3 separate regions of the Pan troglodytes genome follow, and regions 2 and 3 are each linked to region 1. Evidence: chromatin contacts called from public Hi-C and HiChIP or PLAC-seq data. All regions are on one chromosome and are shown on one strand. The core of a region is the stretch at or near the end of the contact, and the rest is flanking DNA. Distances in the headings are between cores, read along the strand shown. Region 1 holds the start of XKR6 (XK related 6). Region 2 holds the start of LOC134810815. Region 3 overlaps XKR6 (XK related 6).

Region 1 (2,901 bases), core at 270-2,769:
TACCTGGGCAATCCTACTCTATATTTATGCCATGTAAGGTGTTATTCATTCAAATTCAGCAAAGAAACAGAATCCCATCTATATGCAGAAATAATCTTTACCTGCTGGCCTTAAGTTTTACTACCATAGGGAGTATGAGGCTTACATATGAGTATGAGTTTTACATACCATAGGGAGTATGAGGCTTAAATCATAGCATGAAATACATGGATACAGTTATATGGCTTGTTTCTAAAAGTTGATTTTGGAATCACTCCCCTCTTCCCAATGTATGGGAGTAAAAATTCACTATTAGTAATTTTTCTAAAGTCTTCAGAGATTTCACACTGGCATATATACTCATGAAAAGCTGTGTCCTAAAATGTAGTATCCCCATCTACCCTGCCACTCCCAAAACTCATAGGTGCCATAGTATTCAATAGTATCAAAGTAACTATTGAAGTTGTCAAACGCACCTTTCTGCCATAGAACCTCCAGCCATATAAATATTACCTAATTTGTACTCTTAACATTCTAAAGACAGTTATTGGCATTATTAGAAGACTTTAGTGAAGGGAGAAGTAGACAGAATCACAAAAATGAGTTGAAAAATCTAGGGAGGTCAATGAGAAAATTCAGGGAGTTTTTTCCCCCTCATTCTTTTTTTAACTGTAAAATGTTCATTTCATCTGATCAGGAACAACTGTAACCATGTAGCTTGCCCTATTTTGGCTATCTGGCTTCAAAAATACTTTCACTGGAAGATCATTGTAATTCAAATCCATTCAGTGCTGTTCCACTTTTGTAATTTGTTAGCTAACTTTAAGTAGTGTATCCTGCACCTACCTTAATGATATAGCACATTGATAACATTTTTTCCTTATTTAAAGCAATGTTTACCCACAGTGCCTTAGCACCAAAAAAATTCTAAAAGGCACTCCTTACACATTTAAATAACCTGAACAAATAATTGATACAGGTTAAGCCCTGGCTAGTTCTGCATTTTCCAAATTAAGATCACAGAATTTAAAAATTGCATATTAAAAAAAAAGTTGGTAGAATATATTTCCATAGGGCAGAAAATATATTCAAGGTCACAATATGCCCATTCATTCCTTCTTCCAACATGTAAGACCCAACCAGGCTGATTTCCAATTGAATTTTGCCTGAAGCTTTTTTAAGGGAATGATGGGAACTTTATTACAAAAGGTGGTAAAGTTGTCAGTGACAGGAAAATCAGGAGGTCAACAGAGGTAAGAGGAGAGGTGTCTAAATGGAAGTGAGAATCAGTAACTTGCTTGTGAAAATCTGACTTATGTAATTTTTAAAGACCCTCAAAATAAGAGAAGAATAAGAGAAATTTAAAAGAAAATAGAAACAGCCAAAGAGGTGAGACATAGACATTTTGATTGGGGGGGGGTTGTCTAACTACACAATGAGGTCATCCCATCTCCCGGAAGTGACACGTAATCACCTGCTTTGCACTAGCTCCGCCCCTTCCCTCAGAGGTCCCGCCCCTCCACCAGCAGCCGGGAGGGTGTTAGGGGGCGTTTCTCCAGGAGGAAAGCTGTGAGCTGCGACGCTGAGGAAGGGGACCCCAAAACGTCTGGCACTGCCCCCTCCAGGGATCACTTTGGACCGTCTCACTCGGCCCAGCCGGATTCTGAAACGCCGAGGGGTCAACCTGATGGGTTTCGGGGTCAACGGAAGAGGGGAAGGGGAGCCCTGGCGGGGAGAACCCCCCGGTCCCCCGCCCAGCAGCTGAGGCACAGGAGGGCGGCCATCTTGGCCGGGAGGGTAGGGCTGGGGAGCTGCGGGCGCCGTGCGATTGGGGGGCTCGCCCGGAAGTGACGCCAACTACCCGGAAGCGGAGGGGGTTCCCTGGCCCACTCCCCCCTCGTTCGTTTGCTCCCCCGCTTCCTCCCCGCCCCCCTTCCTCTCCATTCGTTTCCCCCCCTCCCCGTTCCCTGCCTTCTTCCCCCCCCCCCCGCCGTCCCTCCCCCCCAACCTCCGGAGCTGGGAAGAGAGTCAAGATGGCGGCGAAATCCGATGGCGGTGGCGTGGGGGTGGGCTTCGCTCAGCTGCACAACCTGGACGAGGCGGTGGGCAGCGGCGGCGAAGAGGACGGGGAGCCCGGGGGAGGCGGCTGCGGCGGCGGCGGCGACGGCAGCGAGCCCGGCGAGAGCAGCTCGATGCACATCTGCCACTGCTGCAACACCTCCTCGTGCTACTGGGGCTGCCGCTCCGCCTGCCTGCGCTCCCTCCTGGGCAGGAAGCCGCGCCGCAGCGCCGCCGCCGACGGGGGGGACCAGCCGCTGCAGCCTCCCGCGGCCCCCGGCGCCGGCCGCCAACCCCCGACGCCCTCGGCCGCGCGGCCGGAGCCGCCGCCGCCGCAGGTGGAGCGGCCGTGGCTCGACTGCCTGTGGATCGTGCTGGCGCTGCTGGTGTTCTTCGGGGACGTGGGCACCGACCTGTGGCTGGCCCTCGACTACTACCGCAAGGGGGACTACGTCTACTTCGGGCTGACCCTCTTCTTCGTGCTGGTGCCGTCGCTGCTGGTGCAGAGCCTGAGCTTCCGCTGGTTCGTGCAGGACTACACGGGCGGCGGGCTGGGCGCCGTGGAGGGGCTCACCAGCCGGGGCCCCCCCATGATGGGGGCCGGCTACGTCCACGGCGCGGCCCGCGGTGGCCCAGGCGTGAGGGTCTCCCCCACGCCGGGGGCGCAGCGCCTGTGTCGCCTCTCCGTGTGGATCTGGCAGTCGGTCATCCACCTGCTGCAGATGGGGCAGGTGTGGAGGTAAGAGCACTGCGGGGTGGGGGCGGGCCGGCCCTGAGGAGCCCCCCTCCGCCCTCACGGTGCTTCGCGGGGCGGCCCCTCGGACGGGCCCAGCGCGGGGGGCTCGAAGGAGGGACCGGCCGCGC
Region 2 (3,042 bases), core at 122-2,621, 140 kb after region 1:
AATACAGGCTTTAGACCTGGCTCCAAACCCAGCCTTGGAGATCTTGGGCAAGTTGTTTCTCCTTGTTGAGCCATTATCTGTAAAATGGGGATAGGGGGTAAGAATATTTACCCTTCATCAGGGTTTGTATCAGGATTAAAAGAGGTATTTCCCTTATGGCACACTTGCTATCACTGGAATTATTTTGTCTCTCCTCATCTACGAGACTTGTTCTCTGCTGCGTCCACAGAGCCCAGTGCAGGGCAGGATGTAATAAGCATTTATTGGATGAATTGCCAGAGAAACACCAAACTCAGCACTTGGCGCATAGTAGGCAGGCATTGAATAGCGGTGATTCCTGTCCACTTTGTCTTGCCTGTCTTCCCCTTCTAGATTGCGAGCTCCTTTGTGTGCGGGAAGTGTAACCTCCTCTTTGTCAGGACTTTGTAACCTCTTAGTCCCTTGTATGCAGGAGAAAAACCCAAACAGACCAATAATCATGTAGAAACGAGCCCCTGGGCATCTGAGGATCAGGTCAGGGTCTCCCACAACTGTCCCCCTGGGAGTACAGGGAGCACCCCTAGTTCCCGGCGGGTGGCGCCATCAAGGCACTGCGGGGCTGCGGAGGAGGCAGGGGCTCTAGGTTTAGCATGGTCTAAGGAAGGTCTGCAGTGCAGGCTGGACGCGGGGAGGCCTGGAGAGGTGGAGGCGTGGAGGCATGGAGGCAGGGAGGCGGGAGGAAGGGAAAGCCCTGCTGCTGGCTGTCTCCTCCCCACACTAGCTGTCTCACCAAAGTCTGGCTACTAGTCACTGTCCAGACGTCAATTCCCTTTACCTGCTAGCACCCCTAAGCCCAGAATTTGGGGTTCTCTTCATCTCCGTCTGCCACCCTCCCCAAGCTCTGATCCAACCCTGAGCTTGTGGCTGCTGTGGGGAGTGGAGGTAAAAATGGTAACACCAGAAGTGCACTTACGTCAGAATGCTTTAAAAAAATGGAATTATTACTCCCTGGAATGAATTTTAAGCCAGACCTTATTGCCTGTATCTGGCCACTGTCAAGAAGGGGAATCCCCTGAGTTGGGCGAGCTGTTGGACTTAGAGATTTTGTGAAATGCCTAACACCCATCCTGTCACCTTCAGGGACACTGCAGGAGCGTTGTTTTTTAGGTGCCACCCTGCGCGCCACCTCCCTTCATCCTGAACACTCCTGGATCCTCGAAATGCTCTTGTCCCCGTGGACCGCGGTCCAGCGGGGTCGCGCAGGGGGTTACAGGGGGTGAGAGGGAGCCGCGGGGCGGGGTCCGGGGGGCGCGGGCCGGGGAGCCGGGGAACAGAGCCGCGCCTGTCCCGCCCCGCGCCCCCCGCGCCCTGCTCCTCCTCCACTGGCACCGCCGCGCGCCTGGAAGAGGAGCCGAGCTCTTGTCGCTCGCCGGGCCGGGTTGTAAACAAACACTGGTGCGGCGCCTCCCGCGCAGCAGATGGCTCCGCAGCTGCCTGTCGGGCGGGGCCTCCCTCTCGGCGCCGGCGCGGGGACGCGGAGCTGCGCGGTGCCCTCGGCCGGGGACTCCCTTCGGGCGCCAGCCCGGCTCCCGTTCGCTGGGGGATGGAGAGGGAAAACGCAAGCCAGAGTCTCCGGGGCGCTCATTCCTTTTACTTCCGTCATTCGTTCCTTCTTTCATTCGTTCAGGAAAGATTTCTGAGGCGCCAGGACCGCGCTGGACCCGGCCTACACGACGCTGGCCAGCGCAGGGTGTCGCAGCTTGGGGAGGGGCAGAGCGCCCAAACCGCGGGAGCCCTCGAAACCCTGGCCGCCACGCCGTGGATCCAGGCTCTCGGATGCTGGGCCTGAAAAGCTCTTGGTCTGGATAGGAGGCCTTGGGATTGGATTCAGGCACAGCTGGGTGAGAGCCTGGTCCTGCCCCGCTTTCTGGCCCAAGGGCTTGGGCCGCTATTTCAACTCTCTGAGCTTCAGTTTCCTCTTCTGTAAAGCGGGGATAATCCCACCCACCTGGCTGCGAAGTTGTACAGATTAAGAACAATGTGCATTTGTGTTTTCTTCTGCACACCTTCGCGTTTTCTAAGTATCCCACAGTGACTATACATTCCTTTCTTTTTTTAAAAATTTTACTTTAAGTTGTGGGATACATGTGCAGAACATGCAGGTTTGTTACATAGGTATACATGTGCCGTGGTGGTTTGCTGCACCTATCAACCCGCCATCTAGGTTTCAAGCCCCGCATGCATTAGGTGTTTGTCCTAATGCTCTACCTCGACTTGACCCCAGCCCACGACAGGCTCCGGTGTGTGATGTTCCCCTCCCGGTGTCCATGTGTTCTCATTGTTCAGCTCCCACTTATGAGTGAGAACCTGTGGTGTTTGGTTTTCTGTTCCTGTGTTAGTTTGCTGAGAATGATGGCTTCCAGCTTCATTCATGTTCCTGCAAAGGACATGAACTCATTCTTTTTTACGGCTGCATAGTATTCCATGGTATATATGTGCCACATTTTCTTTATCCAGTCTATCACTGATGGGCATTTGGGTTGGTTCATTTACGTAGCAAATAGCCTTTGCTATTGTAAATAGTGCTGCAATAAACATACATGTGCATGTGTCTTTATAGTAGAATGATTTATAATCCTTTGGGTATATATGCCGTAATGAGATTGCTGGGTCAAATGGTATTTCTGGTACTAGATCCTTGAGGAATCGCCACACTGTCTTCCACAATTACATTCCTTTCAAAATGAGAAAAAAATGTTGCAGGAGATTCACTCTCCCTCCCTACTTAAAAATTCACCCATTCCGACTTAAAGATACCACCGCCTCCCACATGGGTCACGCTGGGTGCTGGCAGAACACAACTCAAATGGGGGAGACACAGTCCGATATTTAGTCCTCGAATATTCTAGAATAGATCCTGGGAATAAAATAAGTTGGGGATGAAGGTGGTCATTTAGAGTTAAAGGCAACACATGTGCCACAGACATATGACAAGACACAGACACAATGATTTTTGAGCTATTTTCTTTCTCTGCCTTCATTTAGCAAGCACTCATTACACCT
Region 3 (2,882 bases), core at 247-2,746, 190 kb after region 1:
GGAGAAATAGATGGGCTCTCAGAATCCCTCTCAACCTGGCCTCAGCCAGCTTTCCTCCTCTCTGAGCACAAGCTACACCCCAGCACCCACTGTCGTCTCAGGATCTGGGGATCCAGCCCCACAAAACTGCTTCCTGGCCCAGGAGGAACCAGGCCCTCTATTCCGATGGGCACCTACTGGTGCCTCTGACTGATGTGGTTTTTCTTCTTCTGCGAACCTCAGCCTGTCCTCAGGACCCAGGTCAAATGCCTGCCCCTCTCGTGTTTCCCAGCACCCCTCCCTGTCCTCTCCCAGGGCACTGCCACATGGATCAAGTGAGGCTCTGTGTGGGTGTCTCTGATGCCCACCATAATGTCAGCCCCTCTCGAGCAGGCCCAGGGTCTCTGAGTGCCGGAACCCAGCCACAGGCAGCTGCAACAGGCTCAGCAGATGCTTGAAAGAATGAACAAATGTCGTGTTACTTGCAGGCAACCTTGCAGCCCTGGAGCTGCGCTCAAACTGCCTGCAGCCAGCACTTGAGTTTCCAGGCTAAGCTGCCGTTGTGGTTAGTTCCAGGGATTTAAAGCACTTTACAGTTTGCCCGGCGTAAGCAGCTGAAAACCTGCAGCTTCGTGTCTATTGAGGAGGTTGCCAAAGCCTGGGTACTGTCCTGGCCAGCCTGGGGTCCGGGTTGTCCCTTCAGGACATATACCTATATCTATACGCATATCCATCCATCTACCTCCTATCTACCTACTGCCTACCTATCTGTGGCCTATCTATACGTGTTACAATGTTATATATCATCTCTATCTATCTCTGTCATCTATATGTATCTATCATCTATGCCTTTTTATCATCTATAACTATCATCTTTATCCAACCATCTATCATCCACATCGCATCAATCATCCATCTATCTATGATCTATCCATATGTATCTATCCATATGTATGCAAATCTCTACCATCTACATCTTTCATCTTATCAGTCTATCTAATCTATCCATCTAATCTCTATCTAATCTCTCTAATCTATCTCTAACCTGTCTGTCTATCTAAAGGAAAGGTGACTTGCTCGCTGAAGATCTGAGTGGTGGAGGGTCTCCGAGGAGGTGAAATTGAGGAGGGAACTGGAAAAACAGAAGAGGAGAGGCCTTTTAGGCTCGGCTGGCCCGAGAGAGAAGAGTGGTGGGAGAGCAAGGACGCGCCGGCTCAGAGCGGGGCAAGGAGGGGTTGGGGAGCAAGCGCAGGCCAGGACGCTCCCCAGTGCTGGCCGCGGAGGCAGAGGCGGAGGCGGGGCCGGGGGCCTGGGGTGTCGTCATCCGTGGCAGTGACGAGGAGGCGGGGCCTTGGAACGCCCCCTACCGAGGGCCCGCGCTGCAGCCAGCCGGAGGGCGGCGCTGTCGGGGCGCGGACGGGGACTTCCGGGTGGCAGCCAGGCAGGGATGGTGGGAGGGAAGGCGTGGGCGAAGGCGCTACCCGCTTTGAAGCAGAGGGCTCAGGATCTAGCTTGTTGTCTGCGCCTCGAGAGACCCCGCCCCCAGACCTGCGCTACTCCCCCTGCGTCCGGTGGCACTAGGACCCCGAGTCCCCGGCGTCCCAGCGCACACTCCCCCAGGGTCCTCAGCACCGCACGCCAAGTCGCCCGCAGCCGTCGCGCTGCCTCGCGGCGCGGAGCCCAGACCCTCCCCATCCAGGGCGCGGGGCAGAGGGACGCAGAGGCCCCCGGCAAACCGCCGCGTCAGGGTGCGGGGAGGAAGGTCCCGCCCGGGGACGGGGCTTTTAGTCCAGCTGGCCGCCCTCTCCCACCGTCGGGCTGTGCCAGGGGAGCTGCACCCCCACGGTGGGATGCGAGGGGGCCACAGAGCGGAGCGCCGGGGGGAAGGACGGGCGAGCTCGGGGCTTGTGGGGGCGCAGTGGAAGAGGGCAGGGATCGCCGACGGTGCGGGGCGTTACCGGGGGTCTGCTGACCAAACCGAGCCGGATCGTCTGAGCTCTGCTGCCCGCCCTCATGGACCCCGCCTGCAGCCGAGTCCGCAGGAGTCGGGACTTGGAGAGAGGCGTGGGTCTGAGCTGGCACCGCCGCCCACCTTTGGGGCGCCTCGGGCACAGCACTTCCCCGGCGAGCCTCAGCGTCCTCCGCGGACTGCTCTAGATACGCCGAGCCCACCCTCAATTCCTCTCGGTTTCCCTCCTTCCCCTCCCACTTCTCACCTTCATCTCACTCCCTTCCTGTCTTACCCCGAGCCCGCCCCCGGCTTTCTCTGCTCCCTCGCTCCTTCTGGTTCTGAGCTCAACCAGTCTTTGGAGGGCCTGGGGGGCGCTGGGTCCCGACCGCAGCCAGCCCCGCTTCCTGCCTGAGGCCGGAGAAGCCCAGAGCCCCCTGGCTTCAGACACTCATCCCCTCGGTCAGACCTGGCCGGCTTTCTCTGCCAGCGTCCCCCTCTCCTCCTTCTTCCCCTAACTCTCTTCAGGGTCCCTCCCCGAGGTGGGGGTGGGGGGTGGTTTCTAGCAGATGTGGGAGTTCCGGGCAAAGAAGCCTCCAGTGCGTTTAGACACGTCCTTGTTGCTATAAATATTCTCCTTGCCCTAAACCTTTCCTAAATAATCTCAAAAATCTGGACCGAAAAAAAAAATTAATCCCTCTTTCCAGAGAGTTGGGCATCCCGGATGTGCTCAGAAGAGTAAAAATAAAAGTGCAGCATGAGAGGATTTCAGAGCAATGCTAAGGAAGTTGAAATTGGAACTAAAAGAATTTGGGTTACTTAAAAAAAAAAAAAAAAAAGTGCAGCTCACAGCATTTCCCGAGTGAACACGGCCAGATGCAGGGCACCCATATCACGCGATCAGAGGCGCCCCCAAGCGCCTCCTCCCAACCCAGGCCCCGGCTTCCCTGATCGT

What was found. Hi-C and Micro-C count contacts between places; a contact is called where the count stands out from the background. HiChIP or PLAC-seq counts read pairs in DNA pulled down with a chosen protein or histone mark.
Region 2: an H3K4me3 HiChIP or PLAC-seq map of stem cell-derived excitatory neurons shows a contact between it and region 1, with 3 times the contacts expected there. The contact joins the promoter of LOC134810815 here to the promoter of XKR6 in region 1. A contact is called at or near these places in 1 of 7 Hi-C or Micro-C datasets (stem cell-derived neural progenitor cells) and 1 of 1 datasets of contacts at active chromatin or transcription factors (stem cell-derived excitatory neurons).
Region 3: a contact with region 1 is called in a Hi-C map of stem cell-derived neural progenitor cells, with 2.0 times the contacts expected there. The contact joins the enhancer-like site here to the promoter of XKR6 in region 1. A contact is called at or near these places in 1 of 7 Hi-C or Micro-C datasets (stem cell-derived neural progenitor cells) and 1 of 1 datasets of contacts at active chromatin or transcription factors (stem cell-derived excitatory neurons).

The regions. Positions count from the first base shown.
Region 1 is chr7:17,192,828-17,195,728 of NHGRI_mPanTro3-v2.0_pri, reverse strand. XKR6 (XK related 6) reads left to right here and starts at 1,519. Exons shown (of 3, transcript XM_016959089.4): 1 at 1,519-2,776. The coding sequence starts at 2,013.
Region 2 is chr7:17,048,493-17,051,534 of NHGRI_mPanTro3-v2.0_pri, reverse strand. LOC134810815 reads left to right here and starts at 1,371. Exons shown (of 2, transcript XM_063816873.1): 1 at 1,371-3,042. All of the region lies in intron 1 of XKR6 (XK related 6), which reads left to right.
Region 3 is chr7:17,005,380-17,008,261 of NHGRI_mPanTro3-v2.0_pri, reverse strand. The region is part of intron 1 of XKR6 (XK related 6); the gene reads left to right. Among named protein-coding and RNA genes, the nearest start is that of MIR598, 18 kb to the left of the region's middle. Within about 2 kb of position 1,496, at least 17 of the 24 cell types and tissues checked have an H3K27ac peak or open chromatin away from gene starts, as enhancers often do. A contact at or near this core is called in stem cell-derived neural progenitor cells, where this site is marked.